2 separate regions of the Mus musculus genome follow, and region 2 is linked to region 1. A link is a contact called in public Micro-C data. All regions are on one chromosome and are shown on one strand. The core of a region is the stretch at or near the end of the contact, and the rest is flanking DNA. Distances in the headings are between cores, read along the strand shown. Region 1 overlaps Olfm1 (olfactomedin 1). Region 2 overlaps Gm13373 (a long non-coding RNA gene).

Region 1 (6,641 bases), core at 3,103-5,602:
TGGCGGTATATAGTTTCTCAGCCTTCTAGTTTATTTTCTGTTGCTTGTGATAAAACACTTTGACAGAAAGCAACTTAGGAAGAAAAGGTTGGTTTTTTGTGTTATACTTCCTGGTCACGTGCATTCCTGGGGGCAGTCAGGGCAGGAACTCAAGAAAGGACCTGAAAGGTAAACCTATTTGCTATTCTTCTAAGCATCACTTCTGACGAAGGAACTCACACATGGGCAAGAAATAACAGCAGGAACCATGAAGGATGCTAACGATGGCTTATGCTTAGCTAGCTTTATAACATAGCTCAGAACCACTGCACAGGGGATAGTGCCGCCCACAGTGAGATGAGCCCTTCTGTTAGTCAAGGCAATCAAAACGGTCCCTTCCAGGCATGCTCATATGTCAACCTAATAAAGACAGTTACTCCACTGAGACTCTTTATTCAGCTGATTTCAGGTTAGGGCAAGTTGACAATTAGTGCTAACTGGGACACTTAGGTTTTGATTGTACCCACATCTTGTCAGAAAAAGTTACCTCTGCTCACAGTTTGGTTAGGAACACCCTCTTGCTATAGATGTGGATGCTATGATGAGGAGAAAGAGGGCCAAGACAGAAGATGCCTAGAAAGTCCAGGCCAGCATGCCAGGCTCTGCCCCAACCATGTCATGTCTAGTTACCAGCTCTGGATTGCAGAGAATGATATAGTTACCTCTGTGCCCATACATACACACACACACACACACACACACACACACACACACACACACACACACACACACACACACACACCAAATACACACACACACACACACACACACACACACACACACACACACACACACACACACACACACTGGTCTCTATACACCTTCTAGCACCAGTACCTCCTTCCAGGCTTCTGAGAAACTGTTAACCACTACTCATACAAATGGGCCAGGTCCTACCCATGGTCCTCAGAGGCTGGTGCCTGGTGTCACTGAATCTGTGAGATTCTGGACTGAGGCTCCTGATGCCACCCACTAAGGACCTCTCCCCACCATCAACTCCACCCTGGCTAGCCAAGGCCAAGAGAGGTACCCAAGTCTGGAGCCTTCTGACATTACATATGTGTGCCTCAGTGTCTAGGATATAAGGCATAGCAAGGGTGTAGGCTCACAAACTTGTCAGGACACCCATGGGTGCTGTGACAATTAAGTATCTATTTTCTGCTTCGTGACTGCCTTCCGGCAGAGGAGGCTCTGGTGGCAGGCAGTGGCTAGAAGGAGGAGGGGACTTCATGAGGGCTGACAGCAGGGAAGCAGCTGGATGCTGGCTGGCAGCAGGCACACAGTATTGGGTGCTGCTCTGGGCATGTTGGGCTCTAAGCACTCTGAACCACGTGCTCCCGGCCTGCTAAGTGACATGTCGCCTTGTTCAACCATTGATCAACACCAGCAGTGTTTGTTTTGCTTGCTTTCTTCCAATCTCCCATTTACTTTTGATCACATACACACGGGAGACCAATAACTCGCCACACACATGCAAAGAAAAAAGAGAAAGAAAGAGAAATTGATGTTGGCTTTAGAGCAGGCCCCCGTGGAGGGTGGGGTGAAATGGAGGGGAGGACTGCATGGGACCCAGGAGAAGACCTCAGGAAGCTGCAGAGCCCCACATCAGTGTGTGTACTGAGGGCCTCGTGCTGAGCCAGCTCAGTCCCCACTGCCTCTGTGTAAACTGTTAGAGCAAAATGAGCTTGGGACACCTTTGCATGGGCTCCCCTCTAACAAACACCAACTATGTAACGTGCTATGCAAAGGAACCTTACTCAGCAGTGAGCCACAGACCCTCAGTCCCCAACATTAGAAGTGGGTGCGAGCTGTATTTCTTGTGTGCGGGATGCATGAGTCCCTACCTCTCTACCACACCTCCAGGTCCCTAGAGTTCCAGAGATCTCCTTCTGGATTCTCAGGCTCACAGTCTGCTTGGACTGAGACACTCTGACAGAGTTGTGTCCCACCCACCTCCCTTTCTGCTTCCAACTGGCTTGCCACCTCAGGAGTCCAGTATAGCTTACACAAGACATCAGAGAGGGGGCTTGTACCCACTGCCCCAGGAGGCTCATGTTCAAAAGGGTGGCATATTCCTCAAACCCTCACTTAGCTCTGTGCGCAAAGGCTCTTTCCTCTCATCTAAACAGCATCAAAACCAGCAGATGATCCTTAGAACAGAGGGTGGAATTATCCAGAATGCTTTAGATTACACAGATCTACTGGTGCCTGCAGCTCTGTCTGCTGGCAGCTCAGACATCCTTTCTAATCCTTTCTCAGTGGGAGTAGGGACTGGGACATTCCTGGGGTGTCTGGCATCCCGCCACTTCCTCCCAGCCTCCCACTGGGGTTCTCTCCACCCCTTCACTAACTGCTCCCTTTAAAACATGGTTTCCAAGGCTGAATTCCTTGATGCTAGCGGTTTCAGGAGGACACTTGTCAGATGCTTGCCAAGCCAGAGAGAAGAGCAAAACTAAAGCCCTGTTAGCAAGACGGTCCCTTAAATAGCATCACCCAACACCTTCACTGCACCATAAGATGCTGTGTAGAGCCCTGGCAGCTCTGTCCTGGTCCCCCTCCCAGCTGAAAAGGAACTAAACTTGGTTAGGTGGCCTCCATTTTCATGTCTGAACATGGGGCGACTTAAAGCAGAGCTATAATGTGTACAGAAGAGCTCAGGGAGCCCCGCAAAGCCTCGGGGACCTCCAAGCAGGCAAGCCCTTGACATCCATCAAAGGAGAGAATGAGGTAAGACAGATGCAAAGTGAGCAAGTTCATTCTGAGGCAGAAAAATAAGAGTCATGCAGAATCAAGCACAGATGTTAGAAGGATGCTCCTGTGTACCTGGGCACCAGCTACAGATGTGATGTGGGGACTTAGAAACTACTAAATCTATTAACTAAGTTTTGACGTTAGTATATGTCGACCTACAGCTTTTTCTTGGCCATAGAGTTCATTCCCTGACAAGCAGACTTTTTACAGGTCCGCTCTGCAGCCTGAGAAGGGTAATATGAGAGCAAAGGCATGGATCAAAGGCATGGAGCAAAGGCTCAGACATCGGTCACAGTGGAGTTAGATTTGAGGCGTGTTCACGAGCCATTTTAACAGTCTCACTTGTGAACTTACTTAGAAAAAGAAGTGTGTATATCTCTTTTTTAAGGTGGTCTGGTCAGTTATGCCAAAATTCTCAGGGTCAGCTACTGAGAGACAGAAATCAGGACCAGAAGAGTGAAGGTGGGGTAGCTCTTTGCCCACTGGTCCCCTCTATTCCTAAGCAGCTGTCCTGCATCAAAGGCAGCTCCACTGGCGCGTAGGCTCCTCTGACGACACTTGTGTCCTCTAAATAAAGCCAAATGGTGTAGGTACCCTGACACCCTCCACTCTGCCCTTCACCTTTAGCCGAGCATCCTTGAGTCTAGTTGGAAAGAACCATTAATCCTTCTAGAGGACATGAGAGCCATGTCTCTGGGAGCCAGCAACTGCCTCTGGAGTCACTTCCAAGAGACAACACTAGCCTTGAAAAGGACAGAAAACAAAGGCATTTCAGAGCGGAGCTCACAACACTGAGGGGAAGAGCAGCCCTTTGGAAATGGGGCTTCTCCCCATGAGGCTCTAGGCTTTAAGCCATGTGGCTCTCTTCTGTAGAATGGCCCATGTCTCAAGCAGCCTCCATAGCCTGTAGTTGAATATTTGGCCTCTGGAGCCTACTTCCTTAATGTAACCCAGTCTGTGTCTTCAGAAAGCAATTGGGTCCTGTGACTGATTTGCCAGTATATGGAGAAGAGACCACTTAAAAATCCTTAGAAATTGGATACTGGTATCATCTTGTTATACACTAGACCGAAGAAACACAGAAACCAATCACTAGCTTCCTGCTGTGGAGAGCCCATTCCAAAGCACAAAGGAGGGGCTTGCTTCACAGGTGGACAGGGAGGGCTGTAGAGGGAGGTTAAAGCAGAGGCTGCAGAGAGATAGAGAACTCTCCATCCTAGGAGGCAGCCCAGTGAGGGAGTAGGGGGTGGGTAGCTTTGCCCCGAGAGACCTAGGGGTTGATATCTCCATTTTAATCCATGACCCATATTGTTGAGGGATGGACTCAGGATAGCAACAGCCTCAGACAGAGACGCTGTTGTTGCTGTCGGTGTTTTTAATCTCATTAGAAACCAAAGGCACATCTGCCTCCCGGCATCTGATCAGATGTCTCAGGAACCAAGCTTGGGAGCTGCTGCCACAGCCCTAATCCCTGCCCAGCTTTCCCAGCTCTCTGTGGATAAAGCAGCTGTCTTAAAGCCTGGCAGCAGAGCGTGCTGCCAGGTCTCTCTCCTAACCCTGCCCCCTTCTCAGCTGCTCCAAAATTGCTTCAAGATTACTAAAGGTTTTTGTTCCGAGTCTAGATAGTTCTCGGGTTAACTGGCATGCAAGCAGTCATCAGAAATCACTTTCTTTGTAACCCTTCAAACTCAGGTCGAGGCTGAGTTTGTTACTTGGGTGATTTCCATGGCTGGGAGACCCACAGTCCAGTCTGAGACTTGCTTTCCCCAGATTAGGGAATGAACGAACCATTGCCCCCTACAGCAAACCAAAGCCCTGGTTAGTTACCTTCCCCTGCTCATACTTGGTTCTCTCTCTCTCTCTCTCTCTCTCTCTCTCTCTCTCTCTCTCTCTCTCTCTCTCTCTCTCTCACACACACACACACACACACACACACCAGCAGACAGAGACAGTGACTCAGACTGTACATCAGTAACAGCTGGTGAAATGGAGAGGACTCACTCACAGCGTGCCATCCGCACACTGGAAGATGGCCCTTCCCAGTCACCTTGAGAGACAGTTGTCCTTGCAGACAGAAGCTCCCCAGTGTGTGAGCATCTACCTAGCAGCTGTACTCTCTGCAACACTGATTCTAGCATCGAGTCCCCGAGTTGATGACACTCCTTTCTCTCAATCCCTTGGCCAAGATCCAACAGTGAGCAAAAAGACATGGCCATTGTCCTATAACATGGTGCTATCCTAAGTAGTGAGGGCTCCATCTGGGGACCTGGTAGGGTTTCCCATACTACCCACTGTTGTATATTACATAGACTGGCTGTGGACTGTGTATGTAGGAGAGCCCTAACTGTCTGTGGCCACATCTGTCCCTCCACTGTGTCCCACTCTTCCCAGGGGTAGGAAAATAGGCCTGAGTGGAGACTAGGGGCAGTCTAGCGTTCCTGAAGGTAGGACAGGATGCTCTATGTCTTCAACTTGCAGCGGGACATTAACCATGTCTGCTCTCCCCACAGGTCTGGTACATGGATGGTTATCACAACAACCGCTTCGTCCGTGAGTACAAGTCCATGGTGGACTTCATGAACACGGACAACTTTACCTCTCACCGTCTCCCACACCCCTGGTCAGGTACGGGCCAGGTGGTCTACAATGGCTCCATCTATTTCAACAAATTCCAGAGTCACATTATCATTAGGTTTGACCTGAAGACAGAGACGATTCTGAAGACGCGCAGCCTGGACTATGCTGGCTACAACAATATGTATCACTATGCCTGGGGCGGCCACTCAGACATCGACCTCATGGTGGACGAGAATGGGCTCTGGGCTGTCTATGCCACAAACCAGAACGCAGGCAACATTGTCATCAGCAAGCTGGATCCTGTCTCACTGCAGATCCTCCAGACCTGGAACACCAGCTACCCCAAGCGCAGTGCCGGTGAGGCCTTCATCATCTGCGGCACCCTCTATGTCACCAACGGTTACTCGGGGGGCACCAAGGTCCACTATGCCTACCAAACCAACGCCTCGACCTACGAGTACATTGACATCCCCTTCCAGAACAAATACTCTCACATCTCCATGCTGGACTACAACCCTAAAGACCGCGCGCTGTACGCCTGGAACAATGGCCATCAGACCCTCTATAATGTCACCCTCTTCCATGTCATCCGCTCCGATGAGTTGTAGCTCCCACTTTTCCAGAAGCCAAGGGTCCAAGTCCTCACCCCGAGGACATTTCCATGAAACAGCTGCCAAATGATTCCAAGAATACTAACAGTCCTGATTTTGAGAAATCAGCGCAATTTTGACGCCGAGAGATGGTGTCCTCTCTGTGTTCCTCCTACTCCTGCAGGTGGGCCGCAGATTTCAGAAGAAACCGCCATGTATGTGGATGGAACTGCAGCCCAAGGCTCCTTGGCTGTCCCCATCCCACCCCATCCCTCTCTGGTCCAATAACTCAAAGAAGCAAGGCGATGACTGTTGGCCCCTCTCACCCAAGAACAACCCACTGTTAGGATTGCATGGACATTTCCTTAGGTTGTGCCCAGCGAGATGATGTGATGGCCATTCTCCCCAACCAGCTCCCCCAGCCCCCGAGGCACTCGCTCAGTGTAGGCTGCTTCAGCCCACACATATCGCAGCTGCCTTTTTCTTGACCGTGTTGTTGTCTCTTAGATTAACTGTGCTGAGACTCCCGGTAGCTCATGGACCTGTGTCTAGTACTTTCCCGAAGCGATGGTGGGTGTGCGTAGGTGAAGTTGCTGTACCCACGTTGTTGAACTTGCGTACCCTGTAGCTAGATCGTGAGGTGTCCGTCTGTTATCCCCCAAGGTGGTAACTCCGTGTGTTCAA
Region 2 (6,641 bases), core at 2,308-4,807, 110 kb after region 1:
GCTGAGCCATTGAAGAAAGTGACTTCCTGGGGGTGGCTATAGTGTTTCTGCTGGGGAGCATGCAAGTGACAGACATGGTGAAGTGACTGGTGACAAAGCCAGGATGGCATCCAGCCACTTCCTCTGAGATAGAGGCATCCAGAAGACTCAGAGTTACCTCTCTAAGATACACACAGAGCCAGGGCCTTGGGAGTCCAGAAAAGCTGTGCCCTTGAGTGATAGCTGATGGTAACTGTTCCTTGTGCAGATGACAGACTAGCACTTCCAGGGTCAGGGTCACAATTGGTAGCATATTGAGATGGGAGGTCTGCCCCTCAACGCTGGTTTTTTACCATCCCATGTGTGCTTCCTGGCTAAACATTGCCAACACCACAACTCTCCTTGTGGAGAGGCACTGGGAGCCCAGTAGACTCCTAAGGGAGTCATGGATTCTGCAAGGTGTGGTGGGACTTGTGTCTAGTGTCACCCTCGGGTTTGTCTATAAGAAGGGGAAAATGAATGGAGTTGGTAGCAGCAAGCAAGACTCCAGCTTCACGTTTGAGGCTCTGAGCTGTATGATCATCATACCCCGTGATCTGGCAGCATGGTCAGACCATGTGAGCCTTCAGTGAGGGCAGTATCAACTGCCAGTGGTACCCGTGTACCTGTAGCAAATCCCTCGGCATCTCTGGGCTTCTATTTCCTTTCCTATAGAAAAGAGAGAATAGTAATCCCTCCAAAGGAATGGAGAGACGGTGACGGGCATGGATGATCTGGATAGGGCCTCACAGGTATGTCCAGTAGACTCTACCACTGCCAGGTTACAGAGCAGGAGGCTGGTGCAGAGCGGGGGACACACAGCTAGAAGAAGCTTCCAGTTCTACACAGAAGATGTCTGCCTCTAACTACAGTGTCCTGCTCTGTTCTCTCAGTGAGGCTGAGAACCAGACCCTGAGCGTCTGGGTCAGGGCTGTCCAACAGAAGCCTCTAGACAAATGCATCAGAGGCCTGCGGTTCAGCAGAAATTCCCACACTGGTGCAGAGATTCAAGATCACCAATGTTTGTCATACATCAGTCACTCCTGCCTTGGGAGTCTTTGAGTGTCACCAGTGTGTGCTGAGTTTCATACTGAGTTGAACCTAATCCTATTTAGGCTTACGAAGGACCAGGAAGACCCGGTGGCCATGTTGGAGTGTCTACTGTCAGCATCATTACATGTTGGTGAGCAGTGTGCAGAGGCTTTCCAAAGACTCTGTTGGTGGACAGCTGGACATAAGCAAGAACAGCTCAGCAAGCCTGTGAGAGCAGTGACCAGCTCGTGCCTCTGGGCAGGCATCCATAAGTGTCCATGGGTTGGCCCTGCCTGGGCCTCAAGAGGATTGGGTCACTAATGGGGAGCAGCATAAGCCAGGTGCTATGTTCCGGACAAGGCGGGGATTCTAAGAACCATACGCTGTGTTCAGTTCTAACTTTGTCGCTCACTGAACTGTAGCACAGCAAAAGTGGCTAGTCACAAGCCATACCTTAAAGTTTTGAGAACTAATTGGTCTTTGAAGGGAGGGAGGACCAGTTGATTTGCAGCCCATTCTCAGGCCTTTCCCCTGTCGCTCTTCAAGTCATTCGCAAAGTAGCCTCACCCAAGTCCAACTCCTGCGGCCCTGGAAGGGAGGTGACCATGACAGGCACAGCAGGGCCACCTGCCACAGCTTCCATTCTGCTAAACAGCCCCCTGGAGCCTGGAGACCCTAGAAAGATTATGCTGATACTGGCTTTCTGAGCATCCAGGGCTGGAGGAGAGGAGGTTGCCATGGAAACAGCATCTGGTCTATTCACTGGAGTTTTAGAGGCCAGCAAACAGATAACAAAATACAGCGGAGCCCAAATGTAGTGCCTCCTTCGCTTACCGTGATGAGCTGTGTGTGAGGCTGCCGGGTGGTTGGAGGGGAGGTGTTAGAACTCACAGCAACCATCCACTTAGGATTTGTTTACGGCTGCTTGACACTCAACTCACTCAGTTGGGTTTTGACTGTTTTATTGCCAAAAGGCAACATCAGACACTTGGCAGCAGGACAAACAGAACAGCAAAGCCAGGCACCAACACTTCCATACCCCAAAAGACCTCAGGCGGGGTGGGGTAGCTTTTGGCTCCCAGAGCTCTGAGTCTGTAATGAAGAAGGAAGTATTCCCCTTCCCTTCAGACTCCCCATCTTGTATAGAGTTCCTTAGGCAAGTCCTGAGTCTACAACCCTGGTTGAACACCATAGAGGAAGATCCAAAATATAAATACAGTCACATGTGACATGCATACCTAGTATGTGTGCACGCACACACACACACACACACACACACACACACACGTTTGTTCATAAGCACTCAGCTCAGCCCTCCCCTTTGAGCCACTCTCTCTGTGACTGATATCCAGCGTGGGAACTGAAACATACAACCTCAAAAGAGAGAGAGAGAGAGAGGGAGAGGGAGAGGGAGAGGGAGAGGGAGAGGGGGAGAGAGAGAGAGAGAGAGAGAGAGAGAGAGAGAGAGAGAGAGAGAGAGAGAGAGAGGCCAGCTGCTTCAGTGGTGAAGAACGCTTAAAATATAGAGGTGGGGGCTAAATCATCACTGAAGCAGAACCCCTCTCTGAGATAAATCCTAGGTAGGCTTCCTGGAAGAAGAGACATCAAGCTGAACTCTGCCAATGCCTCAGCCTTGTCAAGATGGAATATCAGGGCCCAGTCCAAGGACCTCACTGATACTCAGTGACCACCAAAGGGCACACGGATGGCACTGTGGAAATATAGACAGGGCCACAGGTATACACACACACAGCTGTTATAGAGTCATTGCCTGGGTGCCAGGGAGTCCCATTTCTGATGCCCAGTTAACAACATCAGACCTGTCTGGCAGCAGACCCACAAGCAGCTGGGAGGTGTCTTGCTGTCCCTGGCTTGGGTGTACAGGACAGAGACTCGAGTTGATTTTCTCGGCGGGGCCACTACCCACTAGGCTGCACCCTCTGGCAGCTGCTTGGCAGGCCACAGAACATCTACAGAGCAGAGGGACTGAGGCCTCAGACGAGCATTTGCTTATCCCACTGTGTGGTTCCTGTGACCTGGAAGAGACAGATGCCTGTGGCCAGACTCATTCTCAACTGATTCAGCCACTGATTTGCTACTCGGTCCTCTTTCCTGTGTGAACTATGCAGTTGGAATGAGGCAGAATCCAGGGGTCACCTGTCCCATCTGCTTGCCAGGACTACCCAAGACCTCAGGCTACAGTTCATCACAAACAGATTCGGGGGTCTCAGGACAGAGGGTGCACAAAATAGGTCCTGCTCTCAGGCGACAACCAACATCAGCAGCAAAGGCATGCCCTCCAGAGCTGTTTACCTCCCTCTAATTGGGACTAATTTATCGGCTCCGAAAGAGATGGGAAATGATGACGGTGTGGAACAACGGCCTCATCAAGGCTGCGTTGCTGTATTTAATTTGAAATTAAAGTGTTTGTCATTCGAGGGAGGGTGTGAGCCTCATGAAAGATGGATTGTTCTGCATGAGGCGGCTGGTAGCTTGCTATGTGATGGGTACTCACTGAGAATGGAGCCGACTGACCAGCACACTCGGGCCTATGAAAAGAAGCAAGCCCTGTTCTGCATGCAGATTCCCACCTCACATTTCAGTGAACAGAAGTGCAAAGTTTGCTCGGTCCAGACCCCCACAGGGATAGCTGAGCAAGGTGTAGGAAGCCCACAGGGTCTGGAGATGCCTGGACCAAGGACATCCTGCCTGGCCAGCATCTGAGTGACTTGTCAGACACAGCCCTAGGTGCACTTACCCTCCTTCACCAATGGAAAAGCAGGAGAAAAAAAAAAAAAGCAGAGAGGTGCTGAGAAAGCATGTGACCTTCAGAGCTGGCTGACAAAGTTGGGATGTCCATTTTAGCAGCATCGGCGTGTAATCCCAGAAGGCTCTTCTAAGAAGGGCTTGAGGAAGTACATTAACTGTCAGCCCCAGAGGAACCCTGGCCAGCCAAGGAGACCTCAGCAAGCATAGCTTGTGGCCAGGAAGGATGCCCAGCCCCAGCGTCCACTAACAAGCAGGCTGTAAGCACAGACAACCTGGGACTGTGTTGTGAAACAGCATGAAGAGTCCACTGGCCACCTCTTTTGATTATCTTTCCCTTCCTGGGCCACAGAGATGATGGGGCAGGGGGTGGGGAGCGGGGTTGAGTGCTTGCTACTCTTCAGAGAACTCAAGTTCGGCTTCCAGTGCCCACATTGAACAGCTCACAACTCCCTGGCACTCCAGTTACAAGGGTTCTGATACCCTCTTTTGGCCTCCACAGGAATCCGCACACATGTAACACACACTCACATGTATGCTTTTACAATTTTTAAAATTATACTTCCTAAATTTTCAGAGCATGGACACTTGAGGGTGAGAGAAATTAAAATTACCCTGGGCACACACCTGTTCTCTGTCATGTGCGCATATACAGAAAGAGGAGGGGTGCACTCTCTTTTACAAAGCCAGGGCTTCCCATAGATGGGTTCTAGCCCCAGAGCCCCCTAAGGTGTGACTACCCAGCACTGCTTCCAAGGTTGCTCCCCCTGGTTGGAAGCCGTCGACCTGGAGACAGCTAGCATGTGAGATCATTCATTCCAAACTCAGGGTAAGTCTGCTCTGAGCACTGGCGAGGCCCCTCAGAGCACAGGCAGATTGTGGGTCCAGGCCATGTGTGGCAACAATGTGTGGCCCACGCAGGGGACATTTTGTCTTCCAAAGCTCGGTGTTGTCATTTCAACTGGGGACCAAAGTGGTTTCCTTTCTGATGATGCTGTTGAAAGGCCTTCACACAGAGCACAGGGTCAAGAATTCAGAGCCTGGACAATCAGTGCCACTTTACCCAAAACGGCACCTGACTTAACCCCTAAAGAGTGCACATGCCCAGATATGGGCTCTGTTACCAGGTTTCAGCCTAAATGAGCTGAAATGAGGGGATTGGTCCTGCTTTGTATCACAGGAATTTACTCAAAAGGCCATTGCTGCAGGGAAAGGGAGCGCAAGATAGTCAAGAGCACTTGCTGTTCTTGCAGAGGACCCTGGTTTGGTTCTTAGCATCCACATGGGGACTCACAACTATCTGCAGTGAACGTGCATACATGCAGGCAAAGCACATACATATAAATAAATGTAATATTTTATACTATGTTTAAGATTTCGAAAAAAAATTCTAGTAATTCTCTCACTGTATATTGTTGAAATCCCCAGGCCTACAGATAGCCCATAGCAGGTTGGGTGGGAGGTGTAAGACTTCACCAGTCCAGGGCCACTCCTTCCAATGTTTTCCTATACCTACTGTGCTCCTTGTTTGTCTGGCCTTCTGAATAAACACACACTCCAAGCTCCATGATGATGGCAAGCTGCCTCCTAAGGTAGATGGATAGAGGAATGGATGAGTGGATTAAAATGGATAATGGGAGGGTGGTGGATGAATGATGAATTAAAATATACAAGTTGGTGGAAAGATGGATGGATGGATGGATGGATGGATGGATGGATGGATGGATAAGTGAATGGTTGGATGGGTAGATGGCTGAGTGGATGGATGGATGGATGGATGGATGGATGGATAGATGGATAAGTGAATGATTGGATGGGTAGATGGATGAGTGGATGGATGGATGGATGGATGGATGGATGGATGGATGGATGGATGGATAAGTGAATGGTTGGATGGGTAGATGGATGGATGGATGGATGGATGGATGGATGGATGGATGGATGGATAAGTGAATGGTTGGATGGGTAGATGGATGAGTGGATGGATGGATGGATGAATGGATGGATGGATGGATGATAAATGCATGGCAGGTGGATAGTGGATAAATGAATGGCAGGTAGATGGTGGCTGATGAAAAGTTGGGATGGATGGTCTTTGAATGGAAATAATGGATGATGGACAAATATTGGATGGGTGGGTGGGTGGATGGATGGATAGAAAATTGGATGGATGATGGTTAAATGAATGACAGGTAGATAGTGAGTAGATGAAAAGTAAATGAATGACAGATGGATACATGGATGGATGGGTAGATGGATGAATGAATACATGGATGTTTGGATGGGTGGATGGATGGATGTTTGGACAGATTGATGGATGGACAGATGTTTGAATGGATAGATGGATGGATGGATGGAAATCTGGTAGATGGATGATGGAGAGGTGCTTCCCATATACCATTTCATACAGCAGTCCTACTGGTCCCACCTTGGAAGTAGGACTGCATTTGGGGAAGATTCTCTAATACAGTAGAGAACATGGCGCATAGGGGAGTGCCCATGATGTACCACCACCCAAGAATGAGGTACTGCAGTGGAGCCCAGCAGGTACTCTAGAGGGTAAGATCACAATGGCCTCCTTGCCAGAGACCACTGGAACATTTCCTCACTAGCCTGAGACTGAAACCAACTCTGAGCCTCAGGTCTGGCCAAGAGAAACTCATATAGACACTATTCAAAGGAGTGCAAACAGACACTGTGACAGGGTAACTCTGACACAGGAGAGCACCGTGTGCAGGTATCAGTGTTTTAGATGGGGTGACAAGGAAGAGAAAGAAGGACTCAATTGAGGTGGAGAAGAGAAGAGGGCAAAGGCCTGCTCTAAT

The links. Hi-C and Micro-C count contacts between places; a contact is called where the count stands out from the background.
Region 2: a Micro-C map of muscle stem cells shows a contact between it and region 1, with 4 times the contacts expected there. The contact joins two enhancer-like sites. A contact is called at or near these places in 5 of 484 Hi-C or Micro-C datasets (the N1E-115 cell line, bone marrow-derived macrophages, embryonic retina and 2 more), 1 of 115 datasets of contacts at active chromatin or transcription factors (astrocytes) and 1 of 9 other capture datasets (embryonic stem cells).

What each region holds. Positions count from the first base shown.
Region 1 is chr2:28,223,754-28,230,394 of GRCm38.p6, forward strand. It overlaps Olfm1 (olfactomedin 1), which reads left to right. Exons shown (of 6, transcript NM_019498.2): 6 at 5,301-6,641. The coding sequence ends at 5,975. Among named protein-coding and RNA genes, the nearest start is that of Olfm1, 21 kb to the left of the region's middle. Within about 2 kb of position 4,353, at least 21 of the 459 cell types and tissues checked have an H3K27ac peak or open chromatin away from gene starts, as enhancers often do. A contact at or near this core is called in muscle stem cells, where this site is marked.
Region 2 is chr2:28,333,689-28,340,329 of GRCm38.p6, forward strand. All of the region lies in intron 2 of Gm13373 (a long non-coding RNA gene), which reads right to left. Among named protein-coding and RNA genes, the nearest start is that of Gm13373, 68 kb to the right of the region's middle. Within about 2 kb of position 3,558, at least 9 of the 459 cell types and tissues checked have an H3K27ac peak or open chromatin away from gene starts, as enhancers often do. A contact at or near this core is called in muscle stem cells, where this site is marked.